Linked DNA regions of Sus scrofa: region 2 is linked to region 1. A link is a contact called in public Hi-C data. All regions are on one chromosome and are shown on one strand. The core of a region is the stretch at or near the end of the contact, and the rest is flanking DNA. Distances in the headings are between cores, read along the strand shown. Region 1 has its middle 190 kb from the start of TRIB2. Region 2 overlaps TRIB2 (tribbles homolog 2).

Region 1 (7,508 bases), core at 3,798-6,297:
GCTGGCTTCAAACCAGCCAACCAGATGGTGAAATGCAACCCTCGCCATGGTAAATCCATGGCCTGCTGCCTGTTGTACCATGGTGACGTGGTTCCCAAAGACGTCAATGCCGCCATCGCCACCATCAAGACCAAGCGCAGCATCCAGTTTGTGGACTGGTGCCCCACTGGCTTCAAGGTTGGCATTAATTACCAGCCCCCCCACTGTGGTCTCTGGCGGAGACCTGGCCAAAGTACAGCGGGCTGTGTGCATGCTGAGCATCACTGCAGCCACTGCTGAGGCCTGGGCTCACCTGGACCACAAGTTTGACCTGATGTATGCCAAGCGTGCCTCTGCTCACTGGTATGTGGGTGAGGGCATGGAGGAAGGAGAGTTTTCTGAGGCCTGTGAAGACATGGCTGCCCTTGAGAAGGATTATGAGGAGGTTGGTATGGATTCTGTTGAGGGAAAGGGAGAGGAATACTAACTACCATTCCTTGATGCCCTGCAGCATGTCCTACTCAGAACTTCAGCTTCAGCATCAGTTGACAGGAGTGAAAGCTTCCTGATTAGATGTCTTTACTTTCAACTGTGAGCATGTATTTTCCATGTGTACCTGTAAGATTTTTTTGTCATGTCTCAAAAAGTAAAGGCTTTGAGAAAGAAAAAGCAAAGAAAAGACATGTGCATGAACTTCTGTCGTGGCTCAGTGGTTAACGAATCTGAATAGTATCCATGAGGGCACAGGTTCGATCCCTGGCCTCGCTCAGTGGGTTAAGGATCCAGCGTTGCAGACGTGGCTCAGATCTTGCATTGCTGTGGCTGTGGTGTAGGCCAGCAGCTACAGCTCCGATTCACCTCCTAGCCCGGGAACCTCGATATGCCACAACTGTGGCCCTACCAAGCAAAAAATAAAAAAAAAGAAAGAAAAAGAAAAGAAAACACAAGCGCATGCTTACATAAAGGAGTGAAAAAGGCTTTACCAAAAAGCACAATCATAAAGAAAAACATAAATAAATGTTGCATCTTAAAAATCTCTTCCATTAAAAGATGTCATAAATAAAATTAAAAGGCAATGAACTGAGATAAAACTGCAGTGTATATGACAGCAAAGTTAATACCTTAATATTTAAAGAACTCTAATAAAATCATATAGAAAACAAATGAAATCTAGTGAAAAATTGGCAAAGAGTGTGAACAGGAAAAACATAAAAGAGTTACAAATATTCTCTCTCTCTACATGTGTGTGTGTGTGTGTGTGTGTGTGTGTATAAAATGTTCAGTTTCACTAGAAACATTTGCAAAGATGAAACAAAAAATAGCAATGTGGGCAGGAATGTTTATTGGTTCAGGCGTTCCAGGAAGCAATTTAGTAACAGGTATCAAAATCATACACTTCAGGAATTCTCCTTGTGGCTCAGAGGGTTGAAAGCCCAATATAGTGCCCATGAGGATGCAGGTTCAATCCCTGGCCTCACTCAGTGGGTTAAGGATCCAGCAACGCCACAAGCTTCAGTGTAGGTCACAGATATGGTTTGGATGCAGTGTTGCTGTGGTTGTGGTTTTTAGGCTGGCAGCTGCAGATCAGATTCAGCTCGTAGCCTGGGAACTTGCGTATGCCACAGGTGTGGCCCTTAAATAAATAAATAAAGAAGTCAAACACTTTGGCTCATATCTTCCATCTGCAGGCATCTGTCTGGTAAAATAATGTCCATTTCAGGGTTGTTTATAAATTAAACACAGAGGTGCTCGCTTTGGTAGCACATATACCATAAATTAAAAACAGAGGCGTTTCTGTGTGGCCCAGTGGGTTAAGGATTTGGCATTGTCACCACTGTGGCCTGGGTTCCATCCCTGGCCTGGGGAACTTCCACATGCCACAGGCGTAGCAAAAAACAAAAGAAAAAATAAATTGTCCAGTAATTGGAATTATTTATTTAATTTGTGGTACATTTATATAATGAGATGAGGCAGCCATAAATAATGAAAAAGCACAAGGTATTTTAGGAAATGCAAATTATCTCTCTTTCCAGAACATCAGTCTATCAGCTGCATGAATCAGGGGCTCGTCTGTTTAATTCACTGTCATAGCTTTGGAGCTGTGAGGAGACCTCCAAAAAATATATGTAGAAAGAATAATTGTTAAATGCAGTAGGAAGGATTATAAAATGACCCATGACGTTGGTCCCCAGTTGGCACACCCATGGTATGTAAGATTATACAGCAAAAGGGATTTTGTGATGTAATGGAGGTTACTAATCAGTTGAGCTTAACATAGGAGAGATTATCCAGGGGCCTAACTGAATGAACCTAATTTAAGGACCCTTTAAAACAAAGCGATTTCTGCCAATTGATGCAGAAGGGGAAGGCAGGGAGTTGAGAGCCGGGGGAGGTCTCCATGGCTGAGATGGAGGGGCCACTGACGAGGACCTGAGAGTAGCCTCTGGGTATGAACAGTGGTCTCTGGCCAGCACCCAGCAAGGAAAAGGGGGTCTCAGTCCTACAACTACAAAAAATTGACTTCTGCCGACAACCTGAGTCAGCTTGGAAGCAGAGTCTCAGGCAGAGAGTCCAGCCCCAAACTCAGCCCCACAGTCACCTTGAGACCCTGAGCACAGAGCCCATCAAGCCTGCCTGGACTGCTGATCTAGATAACAATGAGATAAAAGGTTGAGCCACAAAGTTTGTGGTAATTAGGTAGATAGCAATAGAAATCTAATGTATTAGATAAAATAAGCAGGCTACAATATAGTACTTCCAATGGCTTGTAAATGCAGGTATCTATCAGTTTGTGCAGGAAATCTAGCTAAATTATATGCATGACGATATTACCAGAGGTGTTTTTTTTGTTTTGTTTTGTTTTGTTTTTCCTTTGGTGGGGCAATTACGCTAAGCTGAATAGAATTTAACAGGTTGACATCTGGAAAGTTCGATAAGCTAATATTATCATGGGTTAAATTTTCATGGGTTCACAGAAGAAACATGGCCATTCTCTAAGTCCTTCTCCAATGTCACCTCATCATTGGAATTAATCAGTACTTGTGATCTGCACACAGAAGAGTGTAATTCTGACTTTGAGATAGGAATAATCAGCTTTCAAAAACCTAAGTTCACCACTTACAAGCTTTTTTTAAACTTGGATAATTTGAATAATCTCATCTCACTTTAGTTTCCTCAAATCTGAAATGTGAATGAGTGTAGTCACCAGGTCGGGTCCTTGTGAAGAGATGGTGAGATGATGATTACAGACCAGATAGTTATTACTGAGTGCCTGATACCCTGCAGGGCGGGTGCTCCCTGAGTTATAGTTCTTGTATTCATCAGTAGTGAGCTGCTGTAGTATTGTCTTTTGGTCTTTCCCATGGTTCTTCTGTAAGTCTATCCTAATATTCTCAAGTGCCTAGCACAGTGCCTGGTACCTACCAGGTGCTTGGAAATGCCTAGTTCAATTCATGCATGGAAGAGTAAAATAAATGTTACTAAAATTAAATGTTCGGCTCATGAGGCAATGCAGACTGCAGTAACACAGGACAGCCACAAGATGTCAATATAAAAAGGAAAGCTCTGCATTTCAGGAATATTCTGGATAATTTGTCTCTTCCCTCTCCTAGAACTCCAGGGAAAAGACACCATTGCGATACTATGATGGCAGAAAGCAAACTGTTTAGAACTTCCCTCTTATTTCACTGTGTAGATCAATGCCTTAAAAACACAACTCCTGATTTTCAGAGCAAAATATTTGTGCTGAGCTAGTAGACCTAAACATAGACCCTGGAGACCTCACTTGGGGACAGTTTTATTTGTGCAGCCCTTTTCCTATCCCTGCCTTAAATCTGCATCTCTGGGCCTGGTAGAGAGGCAACATGATGGAACAGAAGAAAAGGCGGAGTCAAAGATTCTGACTCCACTGCTTACCATTGATGTGTCTATGCAAGTTTCCCAACCTTTCTGAACTTCATTTTGCCATGTGAAAAAAGGAAGAAAACAAAGATATAGAGATGACAGATGGGTGTTGCAAACATAGAGATTTCAACTGAACAGCAATCTCCAAAGACTAGTTCCCAGAGGATCCTGGAATCAAAAAGAAGAATCTTCTTTGCAGTTCTGGAAGGATTTGGGCACTGAGCCCACAGCTACTTGGCCTGGAGAATCCCATCTCTAACAGATCAACAAATTCTCTGAATAAGGCTTAGCTGGATGTGGCCCCCAACAGGAACTTTCCCTTTCAAAAAACACACTCTGTTGAGCACAAGAAAAAAAAAAGGCTCTTCACCAGACTCTAGAAAAGGGTGTGGATGTCATTGTCTCCCCGGCTTCCTGTGGTCGCCATAAAATCTCCAAGCAGAGTATTCTGGGCTCATAAAAACGTCCACAGCCCGTTTCTCATCTGCTTTAATGATGTTTCCTAATGGCTGACATTGACATTGGTGTCTTTTCTCTGGGGAAATGGTTGGGAGCCTGGCTTTCCCCTTCCCCAAAATAGCTGGTGCAAATGGCCCAGGAGCTGGAATGCAGAGCAACGATTTTTCTCTTCCCACGAAGAGATATATCCTCCAAAATATGGGACCTCTGCCTTATTTCCTGAGGCAACAGGCTGAGAGGTCCCATTGCCACCAGAAGGCAGTCACGCCCCCGCTGAAGGAGCCCGGCCCAATCATGTTGACCAGGAGCCCTGGACAGAGAATCAAGCAATCGATGACGGGAAAAAAAAAAAAACAAAAAACCTTAGTATTGATTATCTGTGAAAGATGTTTTATGAGCTACATTTTGTAAATAAGGAGATCTTATTTAGAAAAGGAAGCACATTATTCTGTTCCAAGTATGTGTTCACTTCACTTGATCAGGTCACTTCAAAGAAGCTAAGAGGAAAACCATTCCTGGGCATGAATAGCTCCGGGGATAAATACAAGCCTTGTACCCAGGACGGTGATGAGAAGGCGGTGTGTTGAGGTCCCGGGGAAGAGGGCGCCCTGAGAATGTAGACGTGGGAGGTGTGAACTGGGACTGGGAGCCACGTGGAGGCTGGTTGGAGCAGGACCCTCCTTTGCCATCACTCACTGACCACCCATCTCAGGCCACATGGGCGGGGCCTCCCGGAGGTGGGCAGTGCCTAAGGAGGGCTCAGCCTTATCCCGGGCCTGGGGAGATGAGGATGAATAATGTTCGATATTGTTCTCCAAGTGCTCACACATTAGAGGGGGAGGAAAAAGCATAAAGGCTGAGTACACACTGGGGGAGAAGTGAAGACAGTGCTCCAGGGTGGGCGGAGTAGGATGCTCATTCCCAGTCTCTGCTGGCCACCAGAACGTTCTCTTCTGAGTCACCATTTGATAAGGAGCCCGTCACTGCTCCCTTTCGGGGTCCAGTTTGGTTTTATAAAACAGAAGTGTTTCTTCTGATGGCCCTGACTTGTTTGAACTTCAGCGGTTGGAGAAGACCCGCTGGCACATCATAAAGACCCAAGTTCAGGAGCTCCCACTGCGGCACAGTGTGTTAAGAATCTGAGTGCAAGAGTTCCGGTTGTGGCGCAGTGGAAACAAATCGGACTAGCATCCATGAGGATGCAGGTTCGATCCCTGGCCTTGCTCAGCGAGTCGGGGATCTGGCGTTGCGGTGAGCTGTGGGGTAGGTCGCAGATGCAGCTTGGATCCCGAGTTGCTGTGGTGTGGTGTAGGCCAGAAGCTGTAGCTCTGATTCGACCCCTAGCCTGGCAACTTCCATATGCCGCAAGTGCGGCCCTTAAAAAAAAGAAAAGAATACTGTACAGTAGAAAATTGAAAGAACACTGTAAACCAACTATAATAGAAAAAATAAAAGTCATTAAAAAAAAAAAAAAAGAAAAGAAGAACCTGAGTGCAGCAGCTCCGTGGACGCAGAGGTGCAGGTTCGATCCCCAGCACAGCACAGTGGGTTAAAGGATCTGGCAGTTGCTGCAGCTTTGGCGTAGGTCATCACAGCTGGGTTTGGATTCAGTCCCTGGCCCAGGAACTTCCATATGCCGTGGGGTGGGGAAAAAAAAAAAAAGTTTGCCACAACAACAACAAAAGACCAAAGTTTAAATAAATCGTGACTCCTCCCCTTAGATCTTCAGTTTCCTAAACCCTAAAAATAAGACAAACAATGCATCGCTTAGTTTTTTGCCTTTGTTGGTCAAAGGGAATTAACAGAACGGATCCGTGGTTAGTGCAGAGTAGAAACCCCATGCACATGCGCAGGGTAACCCTCTCTTGCTCTTCCCTACGCCCCTGGCTCCATCTAGCCCTGCACGTGTGTTGTTATTTAAATAATGCTGCTAATAATAAAACAAAACACCACTATTCACCCTCTTCTGGGTAATGGCTGTGTCGTTCTTCCACAATCATAGCGTTTGATTTTACTGCCGCCTTCTCTGTTGGGAAGGATGCCTGTTTATCTGCTCTGGCCTTGGGTTCACTCCTCCCAGCCCCCAGGAAATGACTTTCGGGAGCCAGGGTAGGAGGGGGTGGGTGTGAAGAAGCTTAACCTGCAGGTGGAAAGCCCAGCCACTCACTCTTCTCCAGTGTCTTTTCTGTTTCTGGACCTTTTTTTTTTTTCAGACTCTCCTCCTCTCTCACCCCTCCCCCCGGATTATATTGCATCTGGGTGTCTAAATCCTGCTCACAGCTGTGCCAATGCCGTCTCCACTCTTTCCATCTGCCTGTTTGTTTTTCTTGGTTTTCGTTTGCAGTCTGCTATTTTGTATAAGCAAAATTATCCTTTCATGTCTTACCCGTTTCAGCGGTTTCTTCTGGTTATTGTAAACGGCAGCATCTGTGGTGCTTGTCTCCTAATTATATTTCCAGCCCCTTAATAGGAAGGGCAACCAGGCATATGGAACAGCAATACGGAGCCTTCTGCCTCTTTGACCTCCTTGTAGGACTCCTCACAGAATCTCCAAACTTCCGAGGCTGTTTCATTGAGCTCGGCTTGCTAAGATAATGCACAAACGTCTGCTTTATAGGCATGATGATAATACAGATTTAAACACAGATCTGGGTATGTTTTTCTCCTAGATGAGTCATCATGACTCTGAAAGTATGACTCTATAAGTAGGTATATGTCTCCAGTTTCCTGGTTCTAGTGATACCCAAATTATTGCTTATTTTTAGACTAATTTGGACAGCTGCATTAAAGTAAGAACAAAGAGGACAGGAATGGGAATCAAGAGGCCTGAATGGAAGACCCAACATGGATATTAACTTTCTGGATGTTTTGGAGACAGTTCCTCAAACTCTCTTGATCTTAATTTCCAAATCAGATACATTCACAGCTGGAGTAGGTCCTCTAGGAGGTAAATGAGCAGGATTGACTCAATCAGGTGTTCACTGAACAGTAATGTATTAGGCTATAGTCCTTGTTCCAAAAGGAGCTCGCAGTCTAACAATGGGGAAAGAAAATGAGTGTACAAATGGAAAGCACAAATAGGTCTCTGCATTGTTTGTAAGCTGATCAATTCCAGTGGCGCATTTCTGTAAAGGGCAAAATTGCAAGTATTTCAGGCTTATAACACA
Region 2 (7,670 bases), core at 2,355-4,854, 170 kb after region 1:
TTCTGGGCTTGGAAATCTTAAGCGTAGCCAGCTTGGGTTGGGATTCAGCAGATTTGGGGTCTGTTCCTGACTCCCCTGAAGGTGGTTTCAGGCAAGAGATGTAAACTTCCGGGCTGATTCCTAGTCTGCAATAGGAATGTAACTCAGACCTCCGAAGGTGTGGATTTCGTGAGATAGTACTTCCGCGTCCGCCGGCCGCGCGTGCCCAAACACGCCGGAAGGGAGCTTTGGCTTTGGCTGAACAGGAGTAGTGGTTCACTCTACTAAGAGGGTGATGATCTCAGAGAATTCAGGCGTTCCTGCTTGGTGTGAGGAGGCCCCAAGCCCCTGATGGCCAAAAATCATCACTTGCCAGACCCCACGAGTTTAGTTAAATACGCACAATTTTATTGATTGAAGAGATTAGGACAAAAACATTAAACCAAATACAGGACAAAGCACCAGAGGCCACAGATTCCCACCATGCATGTCATCCATCTTTCCTCCTACAGGGTACTCCAAAAAGAAGGGAGAGGGAAGAAAAACAGGTCCTTCTTGACGCAGCACCATCTTCAGTATGTTAAAGAAAGAAAGAAAGAAAGAAAGAAAACCTCTCTCCTTTGTCTCTCCCATGATCAAAATAGAATCAAGAGCACATCCATGGCCTCCTTGTCTCCTGACAATGAAAGGTTAGGCCGCCCTCCTGGGAACATCAGGCGGGGCTCCTGCTAAGTCGGCGTAAAGCATCCAAGGTCTGAACATACATGCCACGGACTATAATGAAGCACAGATTCAAGTAACATTTACATACTAGAGTCCACGTGTCACCTACCCAAAAACATGACCATTTCACAAAACGTATACAGGCAGTAAAGTCCAAACAACTGAGGTACTGGAAACACAAATATTGATGCCAAAAAGAGTTCTGTATCATACAGCAATAGAAAAGCCATTTAAAAAAAAAAAAAAAAAAGGAAAACATTTGCCACTCAAAATCAAATCAAGCTATCTAGAAAAGCCAAATAAAAGGTTATTTCAGGGACAGAAATACTCGAACAAGGAAAAAATATATATAAATGTTAACTACAGCATGTAACATGTTATCCCAAGTCAACCCGTAATTGAAGTACTGGCTTAATACATCACAATGTGACATTTTTCCTTAATAAATAGAAGAGTTCTTGAAAATACAAAGGTGCGTATTGGGATAGAGAGCTGTTTGTATTTCTATCATCCTAGCTTTCAGCTTATTTTTCCTTTCCTCGCTTGTCTCTAATGGAGGGTTTTTTGTCCAGACCAAAGGGCCTTTTCCAAGCCAAAAGAATCATACTTGGTAAAGAAAACTAAATAGCTGCCCTGTATTTTATACATGTGGGACAACCTGCTTCGTTTCACGAGTTTTCAATAAAACAACGTTCCGATAAAACAAAATGTTTAGTTGAGACCAGAGTGTTGCAAAAGCTTCAGACTCCAAGAGCTTCCGGTATCTCACCCCATGGCTATGGTCTCAGCAAAGAGACACGCCTGTAACACAGCCCTCATCACTCACACGGGAAAAAAAAAAATCAAGGAGTCGAATTTCTCTTTTCCTTTCGTCTTCCTTTCTTTAAACTATGATAGCAATCATGCATCTGGCAATTTGCCTTCTAATAGCTTCCTGCCACACCAGTTGACACAAAACAGAATAGTGGGTTAAAGGAGAGATTTTTTTTTTTCCCCTTCAGGGAGTAAAGCATTAACATGCCATTTCCTGACCAGGATATTCAATAGCTGATTTAGAAGAAATGAGTGGAAGAGTGCAATTAAGAGACACAAACTGGACTTTTATTTTCTTTTAGTTTAGCACCCAGGTTTCATTTCAGTCTGTGTGCACCGAATTTTTTTTTTTAAATGAACCCCTTGAATTATAGATAGGTGGTTGGCTTGTTTAAAAAGAAAAAAAAAAAGAAAAAAAAAACCAAAAAACCCTTGGCCAATGGTACCTTCCCTGAATCATGACAAGAAGTTAAATGCTAACAGTGCGATGCCAAGATGTGTGTTTTGAGGCAGAGTTTTGATTCTGTCAGGATCTGCAACTATTTTGGAACAAAATGAAAAGTGGGAGAGGCGGAAGCGGCCCAACTGACGGGGGGGGGGGTTCCTGGAGGGCGGGGGAGGGGCTCCATCAGGCAAGAGCCAGGGGGCTCCTGCATCCCACCGGAGCCCGGAGCCCGCCCCCAGCCCGCACCTCTGGCCCCCATGCTACACGTTCAGTCAGCTCCTTGACAGTTTTCCCTCTTTGAACCAAGAAGCCTGTGAATGTCAGTGTCTTTCTTGCTACCAAGCCAGGCGACATGTGTTCCCTGGAAGAACCCCTCTCTGCTGCCCTCTCTCGCTCCTGGTACCTGCTCAGTCTCTGTGGGGCGTGAGCTCAGTTAAAGAAAGGGTCCAAGTTCTCTTCCATGTTGACATCCGGCACCAGCTGATCAGACGCTTCCTTAGCACCATATCCTGAATTCGAGACGCTAAAATCTGTAGAAAACCAAGGATGGTCCAGAATCTCCTGCGAGGTCAGCCTCTCTGAGGGCTCCCGCCGCAGGATGCTTCGGATGAGGCACTTGGCCTTGGGCGACAGGGTCTCTGGAATGTTGAACTGGCCGCGCCGGATCTTGCTGAAGAGGGAGCTGGGCTCAATGTCATGGAAAGGGTACCGCCCGACCAGCATGGTGTACAGCATCACGCCCAGGCTCCACACATCAGCCGCCTTGCCCGAGTAGCTGCCGCTGGTGTTCAAGATCTCCGGGCTGACGTACGCCGGGCAGCCGTGTTTGTCAGAGAGGGAGTCATCGTCTCCTCGTAGAATGTAGGCATCTTCCAAGCTCTCCAGCTTGACCCGAGTCCTGCAAGAAAGGGAGGAGGACGTGAGCCAGGAATCCCACCATCGCATCACAGCTCTCGCTCTGTTGCCCATCGCGTCATCCATCCATTCACGCATTCACTGGACCAGCCACGCACTCCTTACTGGGTGCCTTCGAGGTGCCAGACCCTATTCCCGGCGTTAAGGACCCAGGAGTAGACAAGACTGGCAAAGACCCTGCATGGAACTTATGATCTACTGGGGGACTCAACCTTCATCAAGGAATCACACCAAGAGCTTAGTAACGTTGTTAAAGTCATCTGTGTGATGATGGAGATTCGTGAGATCTGAACTCGGATCTGGCCAGCTGGGAAGCCCACGGGAGCTCTGTCCAGAACTCCTGGCACTCTTGTGGCTAACACAACACAATGCAGGAGCAAGGACCTGCCCCTCGAGGGTGTTTGGGCTTCACAACAGTCCTTTTGTTAGTTGTGGGGGATTTTACTATCCCATTTTACAGATCAGAACATTGAGGCTCAGTGAGTTTGAGAAAGCTGCCCAAAGCCTCCTAGTCCGGAAATAGAGAAAACGTGACCTCACGTCTTTCTAAGGCAACCAGCTTGCTCCTTCCACTACCGCAAGCTGCCTCTCTTAGGACACAAGCAGGGCCAGGGAATGTTTGCTCAGACGCGCATCCCACCACCCCGCCCTTCCACAGTCATCCTCAGCTTCTTTCCAAAATTTCCTGAAGTCACCTCCTGTCCTGGGCATCACACTCCAGGGTCTGGTCCTTGACCTGGGACACACGTGACTTCGGTTGCCTGGGCCCTCCACCAATGCCAACACACATGCGGTTCTGATGTCTCACGTGGGTGCAAGGCCGTGTGTGTGTGTGTGTGTGTGTGTGTGTGTGTGTGTGTGTGTGAATCTTCCCCTGACCATCAAAGGACCACTAAGCTGGCTGACAGGGAGGCAGGACTCTCCTGGGTACAAGGGGGAAGAACAGAGGTGGAGGAATTCTGTATGAAACTCCAAGCGCCTGGACCCTCACACGCATCTGTATGCACAAGGGCTTGATACCATCACCGAGCACAAAATGACTAAGTGTTCAGAGCCCCAGGCCCAGCCAGCATTCCCTCCTTAGCCCAGGACCTCCTGAGACCCACCTGCATCCCTGCCCTACGGTCTCTGAGTGGCAAGTGAGGCGTGATGACCTTCCAGTGCTTAGCACCGACATCCTCCTGCCGGTCCCCGGCCAGAACGCCGCCACCACCAAGGGCCATGGTTCTCAGGCCCAGGCAAGTCAGCCACATTCCATCACCCTGACGAAGGCCTGCCACCAAGGTGACAGGGGACAGGGGGAGGGGCTGGAATCAGGACCACGTGGATAGTGCCAAGGAGATCCTACAAGGCCCATTTCACTCACGGCAGTTGGTCCCTTCATCTCAAAAGTACCCATCAAAACATCCACCCTGGGCCCTGCTGCCCTGAGGTGTCAGGAGGCTCAAAGGAGCAGAGAGCAGAAAAGTGTTTAGAGAAAGCACGGCAAGGCTTTAGTCCTAAGTCAGAGCTTGTGACGCGGGTCCACCCACTGCCGTTTCTCTTTCTTTCTCCAACTGCAGCTCTTAGCCTTTCAGGGCGGTCACCAGGGCTCCTCAGAGAGCCACAGACGGGAGGCGAGCCTCAGGTCACTCCAAGGAGAACGGCTGCGAGTTCTCCAGATCAAAAGGTCTGATGAACCCTGGGCTGATCCCAAGACCCCGTGTTTGGATCACAGGAGTTTCAAACACCAAGGGGAGACAACCTCCCTGCCCTCACTTCCATCAGGCAGCAAGAAATAGCTGTGGTCACTGGATAAAGGTGCTGGGCTAGGAGCTCAGAAAGCAGACTCCAGGCCAGACTACATCTCTTACCTGCTGTGTGGCTGTGAGGGAGTCACTAAACCTCTCTGTTCTGGGTCTTAAAGCGGAGTGTTGAACAAGGCAGCCTTTTTTTTTTTTTAACTAAACATTTTTTTTATTGTGGTACAATATACAGAAGATACAATTTACCATCCTAACCATTTTTAAGTGTACATTTCAGTAGCATTAAGTTATGCATCCATCTGGACAAGGCAGTCTTTAGGTCTCTGCCAGTTTTAACATTCTGGGATTCTGGAATATATAGCAACACGTCTTTTTATCTGCTCACCCATATTCTATTATAATCCATAATGTACGTGCCCTTCTCTCCCCCTTCAGTCCTGATCTGTAAAAACAGGAAGAGTCTGGATGTGCTAAGCTGGAATTGAGCAGATTAAAAACAAATCTCCCTTCTGCTGCTTCTAATCGAAGGTGGCAGGTGGAGCTGACCTCCTCCGGCCTCACTAGCTGTTCAGAGACTGGAGGTGAGTCAGGGAAACCCACAGGCGGCCGGGAGGGGTTCTCTCCGCAGTTCCCACCCCCCTCAGCAGCAGCCGCCGCTCCCGCCCAGCTTCAGGACCAGCCAGGCGCCTCACCTCCGAGTTCACTGTCTTGGCAGCAGAGAAGCTAGGGGAATAATTACAGCGGTGGGAGCCTCAACAACAAGGCCTCACACCTGTGTGATAAGGCAACATGGTCCAGTGGAAGGAGACTTGGAGGCAGAGGGCTGGGTTTGGGGCTGGGTTTCTCCGCCAAGACCCTCGGGCGCTATCTCAGCTCATCCAATCATCCAAGTGCCGGGGGGGAGGGGGGGGGTGCTGTCCTCTGCAGAGGCTGTGGGGTGACCATGCTTCAGCCCCACTCCCTCGCTTCCGATCCTGCCTCTGCAACGGTTCCTCACACACACTGACTAACCACAGCCCTTCCCGGGCCGCTGCACGAGCCAGCCCCCCGCCCCCGCCACTGCCCAGGAAGATTCTTCCTCCAGATATGCGAACCGCTCACTTTTGCCAGGGCTCTGCTCAAATGCACCTTATTAAAGAGTCCTTGCCTACACAAAGGAGCGCCCCCCCCCGGTCCCCCATCCCGGCCTGGCCTACTGACATTGACATTGACCCGGTTCCGCAGGTCGGTTCCATGTATCAAGATGCCGCTGGTCATTGCAGGGGCATCGCCTCATTCCCCACCTCCAGGGGCTCGTGGGCAGGTGGCCCAGGTCACTCGGAATGTAGAGAACACCACTGGCATTTCTGGCGGTACCTCCAGCCCCTAGACTGGCACCCAGCACCACCCGGCAGGCACGCAATCCAAAAGTAGGGGACAGTCAGTCAGTGGGCTCATTCTTTAAAGGAACATCTGGCCCTGCTCTGGGTAAAGGAATTAAACTTCCTAGCATTGCATGGAGGGCCGGTGAAGGCTCTGGCAGTCAGAGCATCTCAGGTGCCTGTTCTGCCGCGGACAGCGCGGCGGGAGGGAGAGGTGGCTTCCAGGACCTTTCACGGGACAGACTTCACCACTTCGAGCTCTTTGTGCTAAGCCAATTCTAAAGCCCTTTTTCACTCTTAGCCCCTTCCAGGTGCTGGCTTTCTCCTTCACCCTGTAACCCCCCACCCGCTCCCATCCAGGCAGCAGCGACCTCCCTTCCATGCACAACGCTCTTCTGGAACCCTTCTCCGGATCAGAGACAGAGAGAGGCCTTGGAAAATGGCCAAGATCTCTACCTTGTCAATCAACCCCCACCCCCTTCACCAGAATTCACCGCTCTCCTCCTTCAGATCAAGACAAGAGCTCAGGAGCTACATAAATACTTCATGAATTTGAGAGTGAGATTTAAAAAACAAAACCAAAAACCCACCACTCATGCTGCTGACTTCTGCTGCCCCTAAGCCGATCCATCTGCCACTCGGTCCTCGTCCCTTCAGAGGCTGAGCTCTCGGCGGCGGCGGGGAGGGTCTGGATCTGCTGGTCACACCGGGTTCAGTGCCAGGAAAACCAGGCCAGTTCAGAGTCAGTCAGAGACCTGGGTTCATGGTCTGGCTTTTGGCAATGCCCAAGCACCCTGTATCATACACTGTCTATATACTTAAGCATGCGTTAAGTATCCACAGAGATTTTCTCTTTAAAATTTATAAAATCAGAGTTCCCACTGGGGCTCAGCAGGTTAAGAACCTGACCAGTATCCATGAGGATGTGGGTTCCATCCCTGGCCTTGCTCAGTGGGTTAAGGATCCGGCATTGCCATGAGCTGTGGTGTCAGTTGCAGACTCCTCTTGGATCCCGTGTTGCTGTGGCTGTGGTGTAGGCCGGCATCTACAGGTCCAACTCGACCCCTAGCCTGGGAACCTCCATATGCCGCAGGAGCAGCCCTAAAAAGACAATAAATAAATAAATAAATAAAATCAACTTCCAAGGCAAGGAATTGTTACTCCTTCATGTGGACACTGAGTCCAGTACTCAGAGAGGTTGGTAGCTCATCTGGCTGGGAAGACTTGTTAGGGGCTGAGGGCTTACCTCTCTCTAGGCTGAGGGCTTAGGCCCATCCCCACCCACCTGAGCACCTGCTGGAGGAAACCAGGCCAGGCTGGCTGCGTCAGCCAGGCCCCCGCCTGGCGGGTGGCACCCTAGCCGCCCAGGATGAGGGAGCTGGCTGCTTCTGGGCGGGCCTCCCAGGCAGGGGAGGGGCGGAGGGGGAGAGAAGCCTGGAAAAGGATGGGGCGGAAACAGCACTCCAGGCATTCTTCTGACCTTGCGCCCCTCTGGGAACATCCTGAGCTTGTTTACATCAGTCCCAGGCAAGGGTCGAGGCAAGCGGTCTGGATTACGTCTTTCAACAAAGACCTTCCGGGGTGCACACAGCTCGGGGACCTGAGCCAGGCTGGAGCTCCAGCCCCAGTCCCCATGGATGGACGTGCTACCCAACTGCAGGACCATTCTGTCCGGAAGGTGTCAGGGGC

What was found. Hi-C and Micro-C count contacts between places; a contact is called where the count stands out from the background.
Region 2: a contact with region 1 is called in a Hi-C map of retroperitoneal adipose tissue, with 2.1 times the contacts expected there. The contact joins two enhancer-like sites. A contact is called at or near these places in 8 of 47 Hi-C or Micro-C datasets (fetal skeletal muscle, fibroblasts, heart right ventricle and 4 more) and 1 of 2 datasets of contacts at active chromatin or transcription factors (skeletal muscle).

Annotation. Positions count from the first base shown.
Region 1 is chr3:124,000,969-124,008,476 of Sscrofa11.1, forward strand. It overlaps the pseudogene LOC100525868. Among named protein-coding and RNA genes, the nearest start is that of TRIB2, 190 kb to the right of the region's middle. Within about 2 kb of position 5,048, at least 6 of the 83 cell types and tissues checked have an H3K27ac peak or open chromatin away from gene starts, as enhancers often do. A contact at or near this core is called in retroperitoneal adipose tissue, where this site is marked.
Region 2 is chr3:124,170,312-124,177,981 of Sscrofa11.1, forward strand. It overlaps TRIB2 (tribbles homolog 2), which reads right to left. Exons shown (of 4, transcript XM_021087824.1): 4 at 366-2,858. The coding sequence ends at 2,390. Among named protein-coding and RNA genes, the nearest start is that of TRIB2, 22 kb to the right of the region's middle. Within about 2 kb of position 3,605, at least 6 of the 83 cell types and tissues checked have an H3K27ac peak or open chromatin away from gene starts, as enhancers often do. A contact at or near this core is called in retroperitoneal adipose tissue, where this site is marked.